3 separate regions of the Hordeum vulgare genome follow, and regions 2 and 3 are each linked to region 1. The links are chromatin contacts, called in public Hi-C maps. All regions are on one chromosome and are shown on one strand. The core of a region is the stretch at or near the end of the contact, and the rest is flanking DNA. Distances in the headings are between cores, read along the strand shown. Region 1 holds the start of LOC123395676 (glucose-1-phosphate adenylyltransferase small subunit 1, chloroplastic/amyloplastic). Region 2 holds the start of LOC123398370 (probable E3 ubiquitin-protein ligase WAVH2). Region 3 holds the start of LOC123451864 (phosphoenolpyruvate/phosphate translocator 1, chloroplastic-like).

Region 1 (3,760 bases), core at 458-2,957:
TTTGCCCTGATTTTGCATTTTGCTTATTTATGTTAGATAGGATCGGCATGTTGTGTCGACGATTCGTAAAAGATTGTGTAAAGATCAAAGTGTATCATTGACGATCATGTACAAACTTCTCTTGTCCATCTATTCCATTCCTCCTCGTCGTCCGGATATTTTTGAACCCTAGTCGTCACCTCACACCTTGCCTAATGGAACCCATCGGAAAACGAGGGTCGAAAGCTTCTAAAAGGGATATTCCAGACAAATTTCCACTAAACAGGGTAATTAGTGTCACAAATGCATATCTAGGGGGTAAAATGTGGAATTCACTCTTATTTTTATGCATTTTGCAACTACATTTACTTTTCATTTGAAGTTTTAAATTCTTGACCTGCTTGATACAAAACTTGAGCTCTTACATGAACACAAAGTAATATTTCGAGATTGATACACACTATACAGAAGATGAATCTCGACCAATGTACCTGAAACCAGTTAGGATTCTCCGGGCTCTGCTGCGCGGCGAGAACTTCAACAAAACCGTCATTCTTGTACCCGCCAATGTTGTTCCCATAGGCCCTCGAGAGGTGGCGGTTGAGCGACGCGGAGTTGAACTGCGTCAGCACATAGATCTTGGACACATTGCTGTTGAGGCAGTTGCTGACCGGGATATCTATGAGCCTGTAGTTGGCACCCAGCGGCACCGCAGGCTTGGCCCTCTTCTTGGTCAGCGGGTACAGCCTTGTCCCGGCGCCACCACCCAGGATGATCCCAAGAACACTCTGCAGCGGTAAATGGATCCTATCAACTGGATGTGACATGAACATATCATGGCAAAACAAACACTCGAAACATTAACCGAATGAACTGCAGTCTCGGGTTTATGTACTTCTACCACAGAGTTTAATAAATTAAAATGCATTTTTATTATTTAGTAGTAGAGTCTTCAGATCTTGAGTGAATAATATTATAAACTTCTGAATAGAAGGCATGGAGTAAATAATTCTAAGCCTTCCCCCATTTCATGGATCATAATCTATAGACTCCACCCCCAATGCGGCAGCCGACAGAACCATCGTGAGATCAACGGAAAGGCGCGAGAAAACACGCCCCATCTGCTCATCCAAACGCGCCAAGCAGAAGGAGTAGATAAAATAAAAATAAGGGAGACGCATCGAAACGCCAACTCCGAGTGTGCGTGCGCACGAGCCTTTTCCCGCGTAATAATCACGAAAGGGACGGCTAAAAGTCGCATGATAAAGTGCGGAGGAAGGTAAATGCCAATCAAAAAAAAAAAGTGTGGAAGAAGGTGATGGGCGTGATCGCGCATTACCGTGCTGGCGTCCGGATCGAGGCACGTCTGGGAGTTGCGCGAGTCGGACACGGCCCGGGGCGAGAACAGGGGACGCGGCCTCCCCGCCACCGCCCGCAGCCGCCGCCCGCCATCGGGGGCAGCGCGGCGAGGAGAGGATGCGGAGGGTGCCGGCGCCGGGATCGGTGCCCCGTACGTGGCGGCCGTCGCCGTCGCCATCGCCATCGCCATCGGGGGCAAGAGAGTGACGGGTTGGGGCGGTGGCAGCGACGGCCGAGAGAAAGTGAGGGGAGGCGGGGCTGGCGGCAGGGCAGGACAGGAACTGCTGGGGAGTGTTGGACGGACGCTTCTCCCTTTCAGCGGCTGTGAGAGTTTCCAGCTTCTTTTTTCCGCTTTCCGTTCTTCCTTTCCTGTCAGGGCATGGCATGGCTTGTCGGCATTTATGGTTGTGTTTGTCCATGTGCCGCGATGGCGTGTGCGGTCCAGATGAGCCTCGGACCAACGGCTCTGCTCGCGCACACGTGTCTACTATATCTCACGTTTTCTTTTTGATTTTGACAGGAATATTCTGCAGTGAGCATATCTCTCAGGCCAACTTTGTTTTCTGTTTTTTGAGGTTCGGGCCAATTCTGATGTTCACACGGTGTGTGTCTACAACCCCTAAGAAAACATATCCAAATTCAAAATACACATCAATTTTGTTTCTCAATGTGCACAAGGTATGCAGCGGCGAGGGCGACACAGCACCACGGTCGAAGAGCGACTCCTTGAGCTGCCGTGCATACTCCATGTCTGTCCACGCGGCTGCGGCTCCTCCTCGTGGTCGATGACCACCTCCTCCTTAACCGTGGGTGCAGGCGGAGTGATGGGCGCCGACAGGCGCAGAGAGCATGGGTGGCAGCATCACGATCCACACAGCGTCGGGATCCACTTTGTCGGTGCCGAGAACTAGTCGAATCCATTGTCGGACTTACCCGTCTTTAGGTGTGTGCACGAGAGGAGCGAAGGGGAGAGGGGAAGAGGAGAGGTTGCGGTGCGCATACCGGAGATGGGGTTTGTTGGCGAAGCCACCTTGCTTAGATGGACCAGCGATGGACCGGCGATGTCATGAGATGGATCGGCGCCGCTTCATTGCGTGCGTAGTTGGCGGAGTAGACTTCTTGGTCATCATGTTTGCAGTGAAGAATCATTGGTCAGTCGTCAGGTCATAGCGGCATGATCGACATGGATGCATGCAGGCGGTTGTCCGACCCTATTGTAATGCCCTCGATGTGATCATATCCTTATTTTGGCACGAGGGCCTCGACAGGGATATAAGCGCATCTCGTCGTTTCACAAGAATGGATATCGTTACAAGTACATGTAAAGAAGAGATGAGTATATGAAATTGGCTTACACTCGCCACGAGCTAATCATGATCATCTCAATACAAACATACATTCACTCACGAGTCAGAAGAGCAAGGTCCGACTACGGACGAAATCAAACGATAAAACAACATCCATCCTTGCTATCCCAAGCTGCCGGCCAGGAACCCATCCTATGGCCGATGATGAAGAAGAAGAAGAAACTCCAAATAGAAAAATCATCGCGCTCATGTCAAAGTATCGCTTTACTTGTACATGCAACTATTGTTGTAGTTTGTGAGCTACAGGGACTCAACAATCTCATTTTCAAAGGTATCAAGACTAGCAAAGCTTAATGGGTGAGGTATGGTTAAGTAGTGAGGTTGCAGCAAGCAACTAAGCATTTATTTGAATGGCTAACTTACGAGTACAAGAATAAGAGGGGATGATCTATGCATAAACGGACGTGAACTAATAATGATCAAGAAATGATCCTCAACACCTACTAACAAGTCAAGCATAACCCCACCGTGTCCTTTCTCGGACGCAGAACTCACGAGAAGAGACAGCCATGGTTACGTACCCAGTTGGCATATTTTAATTGAGTTTACTTCAAGTTTGCTATGACCAGGTGTTAAACAAAGTTTTCCAAGTTGCCACATAACCACGGGCACATCTTTTCAAAAGATTCCACCATGTAGGATGTTGGAAATATGCCCTAGAGTTAATAATAAAGTGGTTATTATTATATTTCCTTGCTCATGATAATCGTTTATTATCCATGTTATAATTGAATTGATTGGAAACTAAAATACATTTGTCGGTACATAAACAACAATGTGTCCCTAGTATGCCTCTACTCAACTAGCTTGTTGATCAAAGATGGCTAAGATTTTCTAACCATAGACGTGCACTACTGGAATCCAGTTCTTTGCCGTCAGCCAGGTCTTTGCCGTCTGCTGGCTGATGGCAAAGAACCTCTTCGCCGTCAGTTGACACAAGGCGGACGACAAAGGGCTGACTGATGGCAAAAATACTATTTGCCATGTGTAGGCCCTTTGTCGTTTGCCAGGGGACGGCAAAGAGACCCAGGGCAGACGACAAAGAGGACGGGTGT
Region 2 (3,760 bases), core at 818-3,317, 430 kb after region 1:
ACCACTTACCCACCTCAATATGACGATTCTCTACAGGGGGGAGTGAGAACATATTGGAGTGGACCAAGTGAAGTGAAACCCGCAATATCGAGATTTCCAATTGTAATCCCATCTCTTACCCTAAGCTCTTCTTTTAGCTTGTCTCATACTACCTCATTTTGTTGCAACCTGATACTAGGTAGGCATGTCTCTGATCTCTTCACAGGTAAATTGGTGGATGCATCTAAAAACAACTACCTATGCTTTAGTAGGAAAACAGACAGCTCCTAAATATCTTGAAAAAAAGAAAAGTTGCATTATTGAAATTAATAGGAGGGGTGGTGGTCCAAATGGAACAAGAAAATAAAGAAAAGAAAAGGAAAGATGTAGTAAGTGGGCATAGAGCTGGTGGTACCTTGTCAGCCATTCTAGTGCTGGTCGGCTCCTCCAGCTTTTCCTGTTGTTCTCCATCACTGCTGTCTGCGGGCGCATTCACTGCTGAACATGAGATCTGCATATGCATTACAAGCCTCAGTTCTTGATAGCAAATACGAGTAGCAAATTTAACAACAATCTTGACTGTTAGCCACTCTGTATGTATCCTCTACTGTGTTTTACACCTCATTTTTCCATTTACCTATGAATGCTAGTACCTCCGTAAACAAATATAAGAGCATTTAGATCACTAAAGTAGTGTATTTAAGATCCAGACAGATATGGAGAAAGATGTTGGTTCAAAGAGAAACCGTACACACGCGCATAGCCACCAACTGCCCATGTAGTACATCTTATCTAAACAAGTACAATGCTGAAACATTAGCATCCTGCTAACAGTCAAGTTACTGGAGAAACATTTTTTTTATTTTGAGCCTGGTGTAGAGATACACCAGAAAGTGGATAATAGCTAGAGACAATTGCTCAGTTCCAAGAAAACACGCACAAACACACACACACACACACACACACACACACACACACTGAGAAAAAGAACATGTTGGAAGAGGAGAGAAACATGGATGGGCAAAATGAATTAAAAATCAGCGAAGACAAAATATGGTCCGTGTGTCCCGTGCAGTGCGGGCTGCAGCAACCATCAACGGACCAAAGATTGCAGTCAGAGAACTGAAACGAAATGGCCATTGGATGCAGAATAAATTGAGACACAACTTTTTCGTAGATACAAAATTTCAGTGGGGCGCCTAGATCTATTTTTGGTGGGGGGCTGTAAATGGACCACAGCAAAAAAATTCCCAAGGTGCTGGTGGTACAAAGATGGAATGGGAGAGGGCTAGAACAATCATTTCCATAAATGAGTGGACAGTACCTAGAACACATGGTTGGGCACGCGCTACTGTTGGAATAGGAAGGAGAAGAAGATGCGACAGCCGTGCTCCTGTTGATTCAACTCGGTTTAAACTTGGGTATCTACCGAGCTCCGTCAGAAAATTTTCTAGGAGAGAAGATGACCGAAAGAAGCTAGGAGAGGAGGGGCATTTGCAAAATTCCTCTCCTCCCGTTGAGATTTGAGAAACAAGTGCAGAACACCAGAAATCGTTTTCAGAACCCAAGATCAAGAAAGGAACATGGAACCGCCTGCTTACTTACTGACGTGTGTGAGAGAGAGAGAATCAGAGAAGAAACCAAAAGCAGCAGGTCATGACTCACAAACCGATGAGATGGCTAGAAACCAAAACTTATCTATCTAAAAAGGTTGGAAGCGAAGAAACGGAGCTTCTCTGATGAAATGTAGAGAGGGAGAGGGAGAGTATTACGGTCTTGGGAGGCGGCGGGGAGGGAGAGGCGGCGTGGGAGGAGAAGAAGGAGGCGCAGGAGAGGCCGATCCGCTTGGCCGCCGCCCTCCGCCACCTCGCCAGCGTGCCTTCGCCGCCGCATCCCCCCGCCATTGCTCGCTGCCCCCCTGAGCTAGCTACAGCGCCATAGGCCCTCCCCTCCCCTCCCCTGTTTCTTGGTGTCCTAGCCTAGCCTAGCCTAGGTGGTGGTGTAAACGCCCCTGCTTTCGCTGCCTTGTGCTTCTTGTACTCCCTTCCCATGGACCAAAGGTCATGCCGTCATGGACTCATCACACTCTCCCTCTCTCCATCAGTCCATCTCCTAGTTTTCTTTTTAAGAAAAAAAAATCAGTCTATCTCCTAGTGAGGTGAGTGAGCAGAGCTGACAATTGCAGTATAGCCCCTGCCATTTCCCCATTTAGATTTCTAATCCCTCATTAAAAAGTAAAGGAGCGGTCACAAATTGTACTCCCATCATCTAAATATAAACGTACCTAGTCATATTCTATTATTTAGATACATTTATTTTTAAACAAACTTAAGATAAAACATTTGGGACGAAGGAAGTATTCCGTATTCGGTAAATGCTGAGAACGCGGATGGATTTGGCAAGGCCACTCCAGATGGAACGCTTTAGCTCTCAAACTCTTCTTCAACTACTGTAGTAACTAGGATTGATCTTGAGGGGCCTTACGGAAAATATACGGTACGTTAGGGGTGGGTGGGTGGGTGAGTGGGTTTCAATTCTGAATAATCTGGACGCCTTTATGCAAACCGTCCTTGCTTGCTGAGCTGCTGCTCACCGTGGTCCCACCTACCTCTGCGTGTGCCTTTTTCCTCGGGCACGGAAAGGACAGTTTGTAACGCATGCCTGCCCGAAAAGTGCCTGCTGCAGAGGCCGAGCCCCAGTGTGAGCTCGTTACATTTTTTTCAGCCGAAATACTTTTTTAGCACCTCAAAAAAAATCTGAAACAAGTACACGTGTAGACATATATTTATGGTATACATGTACCCAATTTCATGAACATATATATTCATGTGATGTACACAAAAAAGACAAATACACATGTTAAAATGGGCTTTTCCTTTGTTGTATCTGGGCTATATATTTGTCTTTTTTGTGTAGTATGCAGATAATTAAATTAGATAATGAAATTTTATACATACTTCAAGGATATGCATATGTGTTTGTCGAAAAAAGTTTGACATTTTTTGAAATATCTAAATATATTTTGATTTTTTTTTTGCAATGCCATTCTCATGCCTGCCCTGCCTCATGCTTCCTGGTGATTCACTCACAACCTTGGGAATAGAGGTGGCCTTTCGCACCTCATCAGGAACAAAGAATTGAATTTTGGTGGAAAAATAAAGGATTGTAACTTGAATAAGAAGAAGGAGAAACAACAATCTACCTTTACCATTTGGTTCATAGGATTACATGAAAGGAAGTTCATAGACAAGTGTTTTTTTTCTTATTCTTTTGGGGCAAAAGAGAAATTTCTTCAAAGGCAATAGCATTGTAGGAAACACCATTTGTTTTTTTCCTAAAATATCGTGTCTCTTCTTCAGAGAGCAATCTCGGGTTTGTGTGAAAATAATATACGTATGGATTTTAATATATACTAGAAGGACTGGACGCGCTTTGCTACGCCATTAGATAAAAAAAACCTGATCACTCTGTTTTAAAATATAATATGTAATATTTTTTTAAATATCAAACCTATTAAATTTGTAGGTAAATATATCAAAATCGATAATACCAAATTATTGTGATTAGGTTCATCGCTAAATGAAATATCATATTTTTATTTAATATTAAGGATGTCGATGTTTTTGCTCTTAACTTGGTCAAAGTTGAAGAATTTGACTTTCCAAAAAACTAACACCCCTTATATTTTAACACTAATGAAATATTTCATTTGATGTGTAGGGGAGATGACATAGTATGTTTTATTTTTATTTGTAATTCGGTAATTTGATGGACATTTTGT
Region 3 (3,760 bases), core at 744-3,243, 320 kb before region 1:
TCCACAGGTAAATGATGCAATTGTATAGAAAATTCTTAGGAAAATCATTCCTAAGGCGAGAACGTCTGCATCAACTCTCTCTGTAGCTTAATCATTAACAAAACATTTGCCACAGAATTCTCTGTTTTCACGCTCACCAGAAAACAGAAGGGCATGGTAACCATTCAAATCTGTAATCACAGAGGCAAATATTGGACAAAGAAATGAACATATATGTCCGTAGGATTAAAGCCATAGTGCACATCACATCGGTACAGTGCATTATGAAAAAACCTGAGTGAAGTTGACAGCAAATGCTTATTCTCACATGCAGCAGACAGGAAGAACTCTTACTTGATTGGAATTATTACTACAATAAGCCTAGGCTCTGACATGTCGCCCTACAAATTTTATACACTTAAGCTAATAGCTCAGGAAAGTGCTACAGGTTCAATATCTTCAATTGTCTAAACTAAGTTTTTGGAATAAATAAAAACAAATAATGTTGACAAGAAGTTACAAAGTATGAGGCAAAATGGGAAAGTATTTCAACAACCCAGCTAAAAATCGTGAACTTAGACATTTCTGAATCTAAAGACATTCTTCAAAAAGCTACAGCGAAGATCACTTTGCCATACGGATGAACCATATAGGTTAGCTTTCTCCAGACAGGAAGCACCCAGATTTGATATGAATTATCTACTTCTACTGATCCTGGGTTATGAACTATAAAGGTCAGCTTTCTCTTCACACAAACAGACAGGAAGGACCCTGATATGATAGGAATTATTTGCTTCTACCGATCCTGGGTTCTGGTGTGCGGCCTTACAAATTTATGCACTTGCAGTAAATGTTGATCAGAAAAGGCAATTCAAGTTTAATACGTTATTCGGTGGTCTGTTGTAGGTTTATGTAATCAATGATGTTCACGAAAACAAATCACAAAATATGAAGCAAAATGGTATTTTCGACATGCTTAGTTCAGTTAGATTTCACTGAATCTTCACGAAAACAAATCACAAAATATGAAGCAAAATGGTATTTTCGACATGCTTAGTTCAGTTAGATTTCACTGAATCTTCACGAAAACAAATCACAAAATATGAAGCAAAATGGTATTTTCAACATGCTTAGTTCAGTTAGATTTCACTGAATCTAAGGATGATTCATCAAAAGACCACTCGGTCAGACGAGTACAAGGAACTGCATGAGCAGCCACCGGAAAAAACAGTAACGGAAATAAAGATCTGGCAGAGGAATTTACATGCAATGCCACTCGCGATGATCCGAATTGGAGAGATGCGGAGTAGTTGCAGAGATCTGTCTGTACGAGACTACGAACGCGCCAAAACAACCGAAAAAACACGTGGATTTGCACCCAAAGTAGCCGATTTCCAGGCCAATTGATGAGATCGAACTAAGGCGCGCTCGGTAAACTACGGAGGACTAGAAGATATAGCCTTGCACTCGACAGGAAAGCAACCTGTTGGTGCAAACAAAAGGCGTGGCAGCTCACCTGTTTGTTGTAGATGTTGAAGTAGATGTTGAAGAGGTACCAGAGCCCGAAGAAGACGCCGAGCTGGAGCGTCTTGGCGAGCGCCGCTCCGCTTTCCTCCCCGGCCTCCTCGCCCGGCGCCGCCTTCCCGGCGGCCGCGGCGGCCACGAGGCCGCCGCTCCTCTTCTCCTGCTCGGGCGACGCCGGCACGAGCCCGATGCGGCCGAGCCCCGCCGCGGCCACGAGGCGCGCGCGGGGCGCCGCGGCGGAGAGCCGGAGGGCCACGCGGGAGGCCGGGAGGCGGGCGGCCCCGGGGCTGGGGCTCTTGAGGATGGGCCGCGCGGCGCATGGCCGGATGAGCCCGATGGCCGCCGCGCTCTGCATTGCGGCGGGGGGCGGGGTGTTCCAGAAGCTTCTGGGGCCCTGGCCGCGCGGGGGGGAGCGGCGGAGGCCTCGAGGCCGAGGCGGAGGCTGCTGCGGCGGCGGCGGAGGGCACGAGGAGGGGGTGGTGCGGTCTGGTGAGATGAGAGAGAGTGGGTTGGTGGGCGAAGGGTTTTAAGGAGCGGCGGCCCGATGCCGGGCTGACCTGGCACCGGCGGGGGGGAGCGTCTGCTAGAGTGACAGGCGGGCCCGGGCGATTGACCTGGCATTGGCCGGCTGCCGGGTGGAGCCGGTGCACGGTGCGCCGGGCGGACGGCCGTGGGATGTCGCGCGATGCGGTGGAGTGGAGGGGTTGTTGGGTGGAACCTGCCCGGCGAGGGCTCCGAGGGGTGGGCGGGTCCCGGTGCGGGAAAAACCTGGCATGGTGGGCCCATAGTAGGAGGGGCGGGATCTGCGAGACCGCCGCGCCAGCTCACCATGCGTCTTCTTCTGGGTTCTCGGGCGGACTGCCAGTTGCTCCGGACCTCAACTTTAGTCCTGTTTTTTTTTCTGTTCCAACTTCGTGAAAAACAAACACCATTTCGTGGCTCATTCGGTCTACAGAATTTTCAAATCAAAGGAAATAGACAAAGTAAAGGGTTGGGATGTCTTTTCCGTCCTAATTCCTCGGGATTTTTCGTAAGCTCACACCTAATAATACAATATATTATAGTTACTAAGCAAGCTCTCATGTTGTTCATTCCAAGTATTGAGCATGGCCTCTCACGGGCTTCACACGTCTTTGCCTTACTCCTATAACGAGAGCACGGCACGTGTTCTGTTTTTTTTACAGCATCAACTTTATTGACCTACGAGGCCACCGCTTTCTTCTTTCGGCTACACACAAGAGATCGGGAGAGGGGGATGGCACAATAGAAAGGGGCCGCCGCCACCACTTCCATGTCGTCGTCGTTCCGCCCCCATCTGCCATCTCCTATCCTCATGCCCCTTCTTTGCATCTGCTCGGCCACGGCCCAAGGATGCGCACCCGCAAATCACGTCGCTTCTCCACCGACCGCACCGACCGTCTCCCATTAGGGTTTGTCGTCGCTGGCCGTCCTGGTCGTAGGTTCTCGCGGCTCCTTCTATATGGTTGTTTTGATGGTGTGGACGGTGCTGGCGCCGCTTCCTATGTACGGCCGTTGCGGTGGGGTGGACTATGTCGGTGCCATCGCTAACTTGCTATTTGACCTGTCCTGTTGGGGTTTGATTTTGTTCGACTGATGCGACCGTCTCCTAACGGACTGGTACATTCTATTTGCTCCCTCCTACTTCCTTCCTTCCTTTGTGTTTTGATTTTGTTTGCTCGATTTTCCAGTTGGTTGGATGCAGCCGGGATTACAAGGTACGGGGCATAGTGGTGGATGCTTCTGTCTGCATCTTCACGTGTTGCCTAATTGAAGACCATTGGGGTTTGGATAAAGGTGCTTTTCTGGATGATTAGATGGGTTTGATGAGGATCAGTGGTCACCGTACGTAGACGACATGATAGCACGAAGCTGATGTAGTCCCCTTTCTATCTGTGTTCATCTTCTCAATCTGTTTAGGGGTTCAGTTCAGTTTTGCTGTCATATATAGGAAGAAGGGAGTGTTATTTTTCAGTAATCTACGCTGCTTTTACACACTTGTTCTGTGGAATCTATAAGATACGACACCACCCTGCTAATTCTACCATACTTTCTTTTATCTTTTGGCCCACATATCATGTTACAGGTTTTGTGACAAGACAATATGCATCTACTGATCATGAATTCGTGATGACAAATGGAGCTGAAAATATGTACTTTATAACCATGGGATCAGGATGGCATTTGTGACAATATCCATCTACTGATACTGTTTGTGTTTACAACTTAGAATCTTAAT

The links. A called contact is a pair of places that touch in the nucleus more often than the background predicts.
Region 2: a Hi-C map of seedling shows a contact between it and region 1, with 4 times the contacts expected there. The contact joins the promoter of LOC123398370 here to the promoter of LOC123395676 in region 1. A contact is called at or near these places in 4 of 6 Hi-C or Micro-C datasets (leaf and seedling) and 1 of 1 datasets of contacts at active chromatin or transcription factors (embryo).
Region 3: a contact with region 1 is called in a Hi-C map of leaf, with 4 times the contacts expected there. The contact joins the promoter of LOC123451864 here to the promoter of LOC123395676 in region 1. A contact is called at or near these places in 3 of 6 Hi-C or Micro-C datasets (leaf and seedling) and 1 of 1 datasets of contacts at active chromatin or transcription factors (embryo).

The regions. Positions count from the first base shown.
Region 1 is chr5H:380,512,846-380,516,605 of MorexV3_pseudomolecules_assembly, forward strand. LOC123395676 (glucose-1-phosphate adenylyltransferase small subunit 1, chloroplastic/amyloplastic) reads right to left here and starts at 1,708. Exons shown (of 10, transcript XM_045090707.1): 1 at 1,319-1,708; 2 at 471-767. The coding sequence starts at 1,528.
Region 2 is chr5H:380,940,782-380,944,541 of MorexV3_pseudomolecules_assembly, forward strand. It overlaps LOC123398370 (probable E3 ubiquitin-protein ligase WAVH2), which reads right to left and starts at 2,068. Exons shown (of 3, transcript XM_045092846.1): 1 at 1,752-2,068; 2 at 395-490. The coding sequence starts at 1,883.
Region 3 is chr5H:380,196,571-380,200,330 of MorexV3_pseudomolecules_assembly, forward strand. LOC123451864 (phosphoenolpyruvate/phosphate translocator 1, chloroplastic-like) reads right to left here and starts at 1,994. Exons shown (of 9, transcript XM_045128408.1): 1 at 1,496-1,994. The coding sequence starts at 1,858.